Regions from separate parts of the Zea mays genome. Here region 1 is linked to region 2. Evidence: chromatin contacts called from public Hi-C data. All regions are on one chromosome and are shown on one strand. Each heading gives the region's core, a stretch centred on a gene start, on an enhancer-like site or on the middle of the called end of the contact. The rest is flanking DNA. Distances are from core to core; before and after follow the strand shown. Region 1 holds the start of LOC100280419 ((+)-neomenthol dehydrogenase). Region 2 holds the start of LOC542612 (transcription factor MYB17).

Evidence for each region. A called contact is a pair of places that touch in the nucleus more often than the background predicts.
Region 1: a Hi-C map of ear shows a contact between it and region 2, with 2.2 times the contacts expected there. The contact joins the promoter of LOC100280419 here to the promoter of LOC542612 in region 2. A contact is called at or near these places in 2 of 25 Hi-C or Micro-C datasets (ear and tassel).

What each region holds. Positions count from the first base shown.
Region 1 is chr2:24,626,629-24,629,665 of Zm-B73-REFERENCE-NAM-5.0, reverse strand. It overlaps LOC100280419 ((+)-neomenthol dehydrogenase), which reads left to right and starts at 1,591. Exons shown (of 4, transcript NM_001153342.1): 1 at 1,591-2,051; 2 at 2,156-2,236. The coding sequence starts at 1,650.
Region 2 is chr2:24,441,849-24,444,983 of Zm-B73-REFERENCE-NAM-5.0, reverse strand. LOC542612 (transcription factor MYB17) reads left to right here and starts at 1,375. Exons shown (of 3, transcript XM_008670875.3): 1 at 1,375-1,780; 2 at 1,933-2,062; 3 at 2,152-3,135. The coding sequence starts at 1,408. The coding sequence ends at 2,767.

The DNA of each region.
Region 1 (3,037 bases), core at 342-2,841, 180 kb before region 2:
ATCGAGAATAGAGCTTAATTTTAGACCTGGAGGTTTAAATAATACTCGTCATTTTTCTTCTGTTACTCAGTTTGTTGTCTCTAGAACTCCATTTATTGCCTCAAGACTGATTGATGAGAATCTGTCTGCTGACGCAACACTGCAATCTCTATCTCTTGGGCGAATGATTGAGAACGAGATGACTGCGAAGACGAGGATGTGGACTGTCGTCCATGGTGCCTCAGCTCCCTACAATCAATCGTAGAGTCAAAAATACCCAACCTACAAGAGTGAACCATGCACTTAGTATAATAAACCATAAACTTAGTAGAGTAAACCATGGACTCAGTTCAATCGCAAGCATATGGACTTAGTAGATACGAGACGTTAACTTGATTAGTTAAGTAAATTACCCCCTATATCTACAGGAAAGGATAAGTAAATTACGTAGTTTAACCAATAAAGTACCAATACAATATTATATACGAAATAACATTGTCACGAGTGACAAATTATATAAAATAACCTTATTTCCGAGGGCATAATAATTACCCTCGGAAAATAAAAGTCTAAATTATCTAAGCACCACTAAGTAAACTAAAACAAATTAAATTAATTACATAATCAAATTCCAGACGTCAGATATAACAAGCTAAACAATATTGAACATACAAAAATTTTAATACTGAAAAAAGACAACTAGAAAATAATATGTACATTTACAAAATTATACTAAAAATTAAAAATACTCACTTAGCGGCTCGGCGGTAGGGTGGACGCGCGGCATGGGCGGGGCGGGGCCGGCGAGGGACGAGTCGGGGCAGGTGCCGGGGTGGGGGCAGTTGGCAGCGGCCATGGCCGCGGCGAGCAGGGCGACGGCGGTGGGCAGGACGGCGGCGGTGCTCTGGGCGCGATGGACAAGTTGGAAATGGAACGGCGCGGTCCGGTCCCACGTGTTAAAATCACTTATGTCCGTCGTAAGCTTATATTCGACGTCTGTCAGACAAGCCGTCGGATATATGCTGATGGCCATCGAACATAAGCTTATGTCTGACGGCCTTGTAGAAAGCCGTCGGATATAAGAGAGTCGTCGGAAATGTGTAATTTTATTGTTGTGAGCATAGCAAATCAGCAACAAAGTAAAGAAATGATTTGCAGTAAAAAAATCAGGCCTAACGGGTATTTCGAGTACCGTGGAGTGTTACCTGATTAGGTCCAAATTAAAATTAGGTTTTAAGTTTTGTTAACCGCAGGAGTCTTTCTTTAATCGGACTTCAGACTAAACGGGTACGGTCTCAGTTATTTTGGGCTCTGACCTCGGGTTTTATATCTAGTGCTACTGTCCACCCCCAAAGCCGGCCCTGGGTTAAACCGTGCCAAATTTTGCCACTAACTGCCGTTCTTGGTGCTAACTGCTAATGTGGCTCTTGTTGGGGCCTGTATCCAGAGCGGCTGCCAAATACTAGCACGTGACGACTAACCAAGCAAAATTGGATTCAAGCCCTGTTGCGTGGAGAGTGATCTCACTACTTCCACGGCTCCGCTTCAAGTATAAAATCTGCAGTCGTAGTAGGGGGGGGCTCGTATTCCTTCAGGGAACGGCTTCCATAGCGCTGAAGCGAGGCGTGCCGCATTGGGTTGTTCGAGAGCTCCTAGTGTTGCCCTACTACATGATGGAGGGCGATCTCCCCACGCCCGCGAACGCTAGGTACGTACACCTGACATATATGCATCCGCGCGTTCGCTCTGGCAGCCAGTGGCGAGAATTGCCAGTGAATCAATCATGCGCGTCTGCTGTATGTTACTGGTTGCATCGATCTGCCAGGGTTGTTGCCGTGGTCACCGGCGGCAACAAGGGGATCGGGCTGGAGGTGTGCCGGCAGCTGGCCTGCAGCGGCGTCACCGTCGTCTTGACAGCCAGGGACGACGCGAGGGGCGCGGCGGCCGTGGAGAACCTCAGAGGCCTGGGGCTCTCCGATGTCCTCTTCCACCGACTGGACGTTACCGACGCTCCGAGCATCGCTCGACTCGCTGGTTTCCTCGAGACCCGTTTCGGGAAGCTAGACATCCTGGTGATTACTGAACCGTCGTCTGTGATTAACTTTCGTAGGTTGAAGATCTTGTCCGGGTATATAGTTGGCTGATTTCGATGTGCGTGGTTGTGTGCCATTTGTAGGTAAATAATGCCGCGATTGGCGGGGTTGAGTATGTTCATGACCAAGATTGTGGCTCAGTAACGAGCGAGGAAAAGGCAAAGGTGAGCATCTTTTTTCAATTCGCCAAGGTTTTTCTTCTTCAGCTGTGGAGAAAAAGGGCGTGTGTTAGTAGGAGGATTTGTTTGTCTTTTTGGTGGAACAGGAGGGATCACGACCGATCCTTTCATTTAAAATTAGTGTAATGGCACACAAAAACAAATATTACACTTTATCTTAAAGAAAATATAAAAAATTATAAACTTAAAACGAATCCGACTCACTTTTTTAAGCTCGCTTGGTCGCTCTCATGACCTCATCTATAAGGTTGTTAGCAGAATCAACAGACAAAATAAACTAGATCAACCAACAAATTACAGATCACGATATACAAATTTACATGGAAAACCCTTCAATACAAAGGAAAAAAATCATGGTCACCAGCCATACAAAACATTCGCTGTAATTAGATTGTTTTCATAACGCCGCCCTTAGACGATGGCTTACAAGATGGTTATGGTGATGACACACGAGGAACTCCAATTACGCTTCGGCCTAAGTCTTAGGCGATGGGCCTCTGCATCGCTCGTCAACTTGGTCCCCTTTTGAGAATTTGAATCACAAAATCAATAGAGGTACGACCCACAAATAAAGGTTTAAGTGGTTTTCACGGCTTAATTAGGGTAATGGCCCGCTGTTAGGGGAAGAAGAATAGAATACGCGCTTCGCGCGCACGTGAATTACGATGACCATCGAAACTGGTGCTTTATAATAGTAGAACAAAAAAATATTAGTAAAATATAAATCAAAGCAAATAAAAGAGGGTGCACGAAAGAAAGAAAATTAGACCGTTTACAAAAGCTGGT
Region 2 (3,135 bases), core at 126-2,625:
TCGTCTCTGTGCGGTTAGATGCGTGAAGATGAAGCGTGATGAGACAACTGGTGCTGCAATTGTAGCAAAAGTGGTGTGAAGTTAATTAGTGACTGGTTGTGAAATTTCGAAGATTGGATAAAAATGCATTTGTTAAAGTTAAAAATTATCCGCAAGTGTCTGTAGCACACGTTCCTCAGTTGGCAGTTAGAATTTAAAGGGAGAATTGGTGTTATGAAGTTGAAGTTAGTGCTGCAGAATCATTTCTTATGTGGATGTAAATATGTACGTGAAAAATTTATTGTGGCACTGCTTATATAAAAATACTAGATCTGCCACTGGACATACCATCAAGCGAAGAGATCAAACACGATCCTTCCTTCCATCAGCTGGTCGTAGCTTTGCCATGCGTCTGCGTTGCCGTAAGCCAAGCACACGCGTCGGCCCCTCACATGGATGGCGATGACGAAACGGAGCGGCAGTTGGCACCGGTCAGCAGACAAGACAAAAGACGCGGAAGGTCCCCGTCAGTCCATGTCCATCAGGCTGGCTTTGACAGCACCGACCCCGGTCAGGCGGCCACGACTCCCTGTCCCGTTAAATCACCGTCCTCCTGCCGTGCTGCCACCACTGCCACGGCGGCACGGCGCACGGCACGTCACCTGCCGCGGCGGCCGTGCCAGCCCAGCTCAGCCAGAGTAAAACGCGCAGGCCGCCTCCGCTGCGACGCACTCTGCCGGGCTGCCCGGCACTCCGCTTCCGCCACCGCCTGCCGCCCCAAAGTCCGAGCCACACCCCCGTGTGGCAGTGGCAGTGGCACCACCTCATTTATGGCGGCTACCTCCGCTCCACGTCTCGGTCCCATCGGCGGATCGGCCGGCCTTTCCTCCTCTCCCCGGCCCCTTCCTCGCTTCAGCTAGCTGCAGTGCAGTCCCGCCCATCTCTGACCCTGACCCTGTGCGTAGCTGGCTTGCAGCTAGCTGCTGCTGTGGCCTTTGGATCAATCTACAATAAACGAAACAAATAGGCCACCGCGGAACCATACGTTACCGTTACGAACGTAGAGCCGGCCGCTTTCTTTTCCCTGGGCTTTCTGTTCTACCGTCAACCGCGTCGTAGCTGTGCTAAAATTTTATTTCTTGCAATGAATCTAGCAATGCCATACATTTTAATTCTTATATAAACTTAGTCAAATTTAAACGATCTGACAAAAGTATATTGTTTTCTTTTCTGACAGAAGAGGCAGCAGTACTAAAATTTAACTAGTACGTGCTGATTACTCCGACTTCCTAGGCACCAGGAAGGGCAGTTGTCCGGCGCGCAATGCAGCACCAGACAGACAACCGGTCGTCCCCTACCACCGCATTCAAGCCCACTCGCCCCGCCCGGCGATCCCATGCAAGAAAGCACCTCGCCCCTAATAAATGCATGGCCCTGGTCCCGGCTGCCCGTCGATCGCCCGTAATAATTGAAGCCAGCCACGCTGCCCTTCCCTTCCCCTTGCTCTCGTCGACGTCGGAGCAGCAGCCCAGCCAGCAGGTGAAAAATCCGGAGCATTTATTATGGCCACCGGGATCCCCCTCGGCCTATAAAAATCCGTCTCGGCTCCTCCCCCTCGCTTCTCGTTCCTGTCGCCGCCCGAGGAGAGACGGAGAGCGACCGACCGCCATGGGGAGAACTCCGTGCTGCCACAGCAATGGGATCAAGAAGGGACAGTGGGCGCTGGAGGAGGACAAGCTGCTCGTCGACTACGTCCAGGCCAACGGTGCCGGAAATTGGCGCATGCTCCCCAAGCTCGCGGGTACGTACGTACGTGCTCTGTTCCTCGGTCGAGCCCAGCCCGGGCCGCCTGGTGCTGCATGCGTGACCTAGTTGTTCGCCTCGTGCTCGTCATTTCTTGAGCGACTCGTGGTGTAAAATGCGATGTGATGTGCCGCGCGCGCATGCATGCAGGGCTGAACCGGTGCGGCAAGAGCTGCCGGCTGCGGTGGACCAACTACCTGCGCCCGGACATCAAGCGCGGGCACTTCACCCCCGAGGAGCACAACTCTATCCTCCAGCTCCACGCCATCATCGGCAACAGGTAAAAGTCTCGAGCCTAAACTCCGTACTCTCTCTCTCCTCACGCGCCGTCACCGTCAGTACGTGCTGGAACGTTGTGGTGTCGATCAGGTGGTCCACGATCGCGGCACAGCTGCCGGGCCGGACGGACAACGAGATCAAGAACTACTGGAACACGCACATGAAGCAGCAGCTCCGACAGGAGGCGCTCGCCGTCGCCGTCGCCGGCGAGGGCGCTGGCGCGCAGCTCGCCAAGGCGGCCGCCGCGTCCTGTCCCGTCGCTCGCCACATGGCCCAGTGGGAGACCGCCCGCCTCGAGGCCGAGGCGCGCCTCTCCCTGCTCTCGTCGACCTCGGCCACGACGATCGTCACCTCCGCCACCGCCTCTTCCTCCTCGTCCACCGTCGCGCCCGAGCACGCGGCGCCCGACATCTTCCTGCGCCTCTGGAACTCCGAGGTCGGGGATTCTTTCCGCGGCACCGCAGTGAAGGGGCATGGTCCGGCGTCGAGTGGTGTGCCGGCGGCGCTACCTGCTGAGCTCGGCGACGACGATTCCTCGGCCGCGTCGACCTACGGGACCGAGGCGGCGGCGAGCGACGACTACCAGTCGTTCCTGGACCTGGCGGCGATGGAGGAGTTCGGGCTGCTGCAAGGCCGGCTCGACGCGTTCTCGGTGCTCCCGCATGTCGACGTGTTCGCCGAGGCGCCCTGCTGCCTGTTCGAGTAGCTTTGCTGTTTGCTCGATCTCATTTCCAGACCCACTCAGAGTAGTCACCAGAGTAGTAGACTAGACGTACGTGGCCGCGTTCTGCATGCGTTCGTCTGCGTACGCGTACGTACATACATACGTACACATGCCGGTTGTCTTGGGGACGACACGATGGCGTATGTACAGTACGTGCCTGTACGCAGCGAGCGGATGGGTGCAGGAGTTGGCGTGTGACAGTATGCAAGTCTGTGCCCTAGAGCAAGAGGTTTTTGGGACTGCTCTAGCCGTGGCATTTCTCTGGTGAATGTCGTCAACTTTCAAGTCTTTTGCCTCTGCGTGTGTACATTGTCGCGGTTTCGATTTGTGTGTTCTGTGTCTGTGTGTGT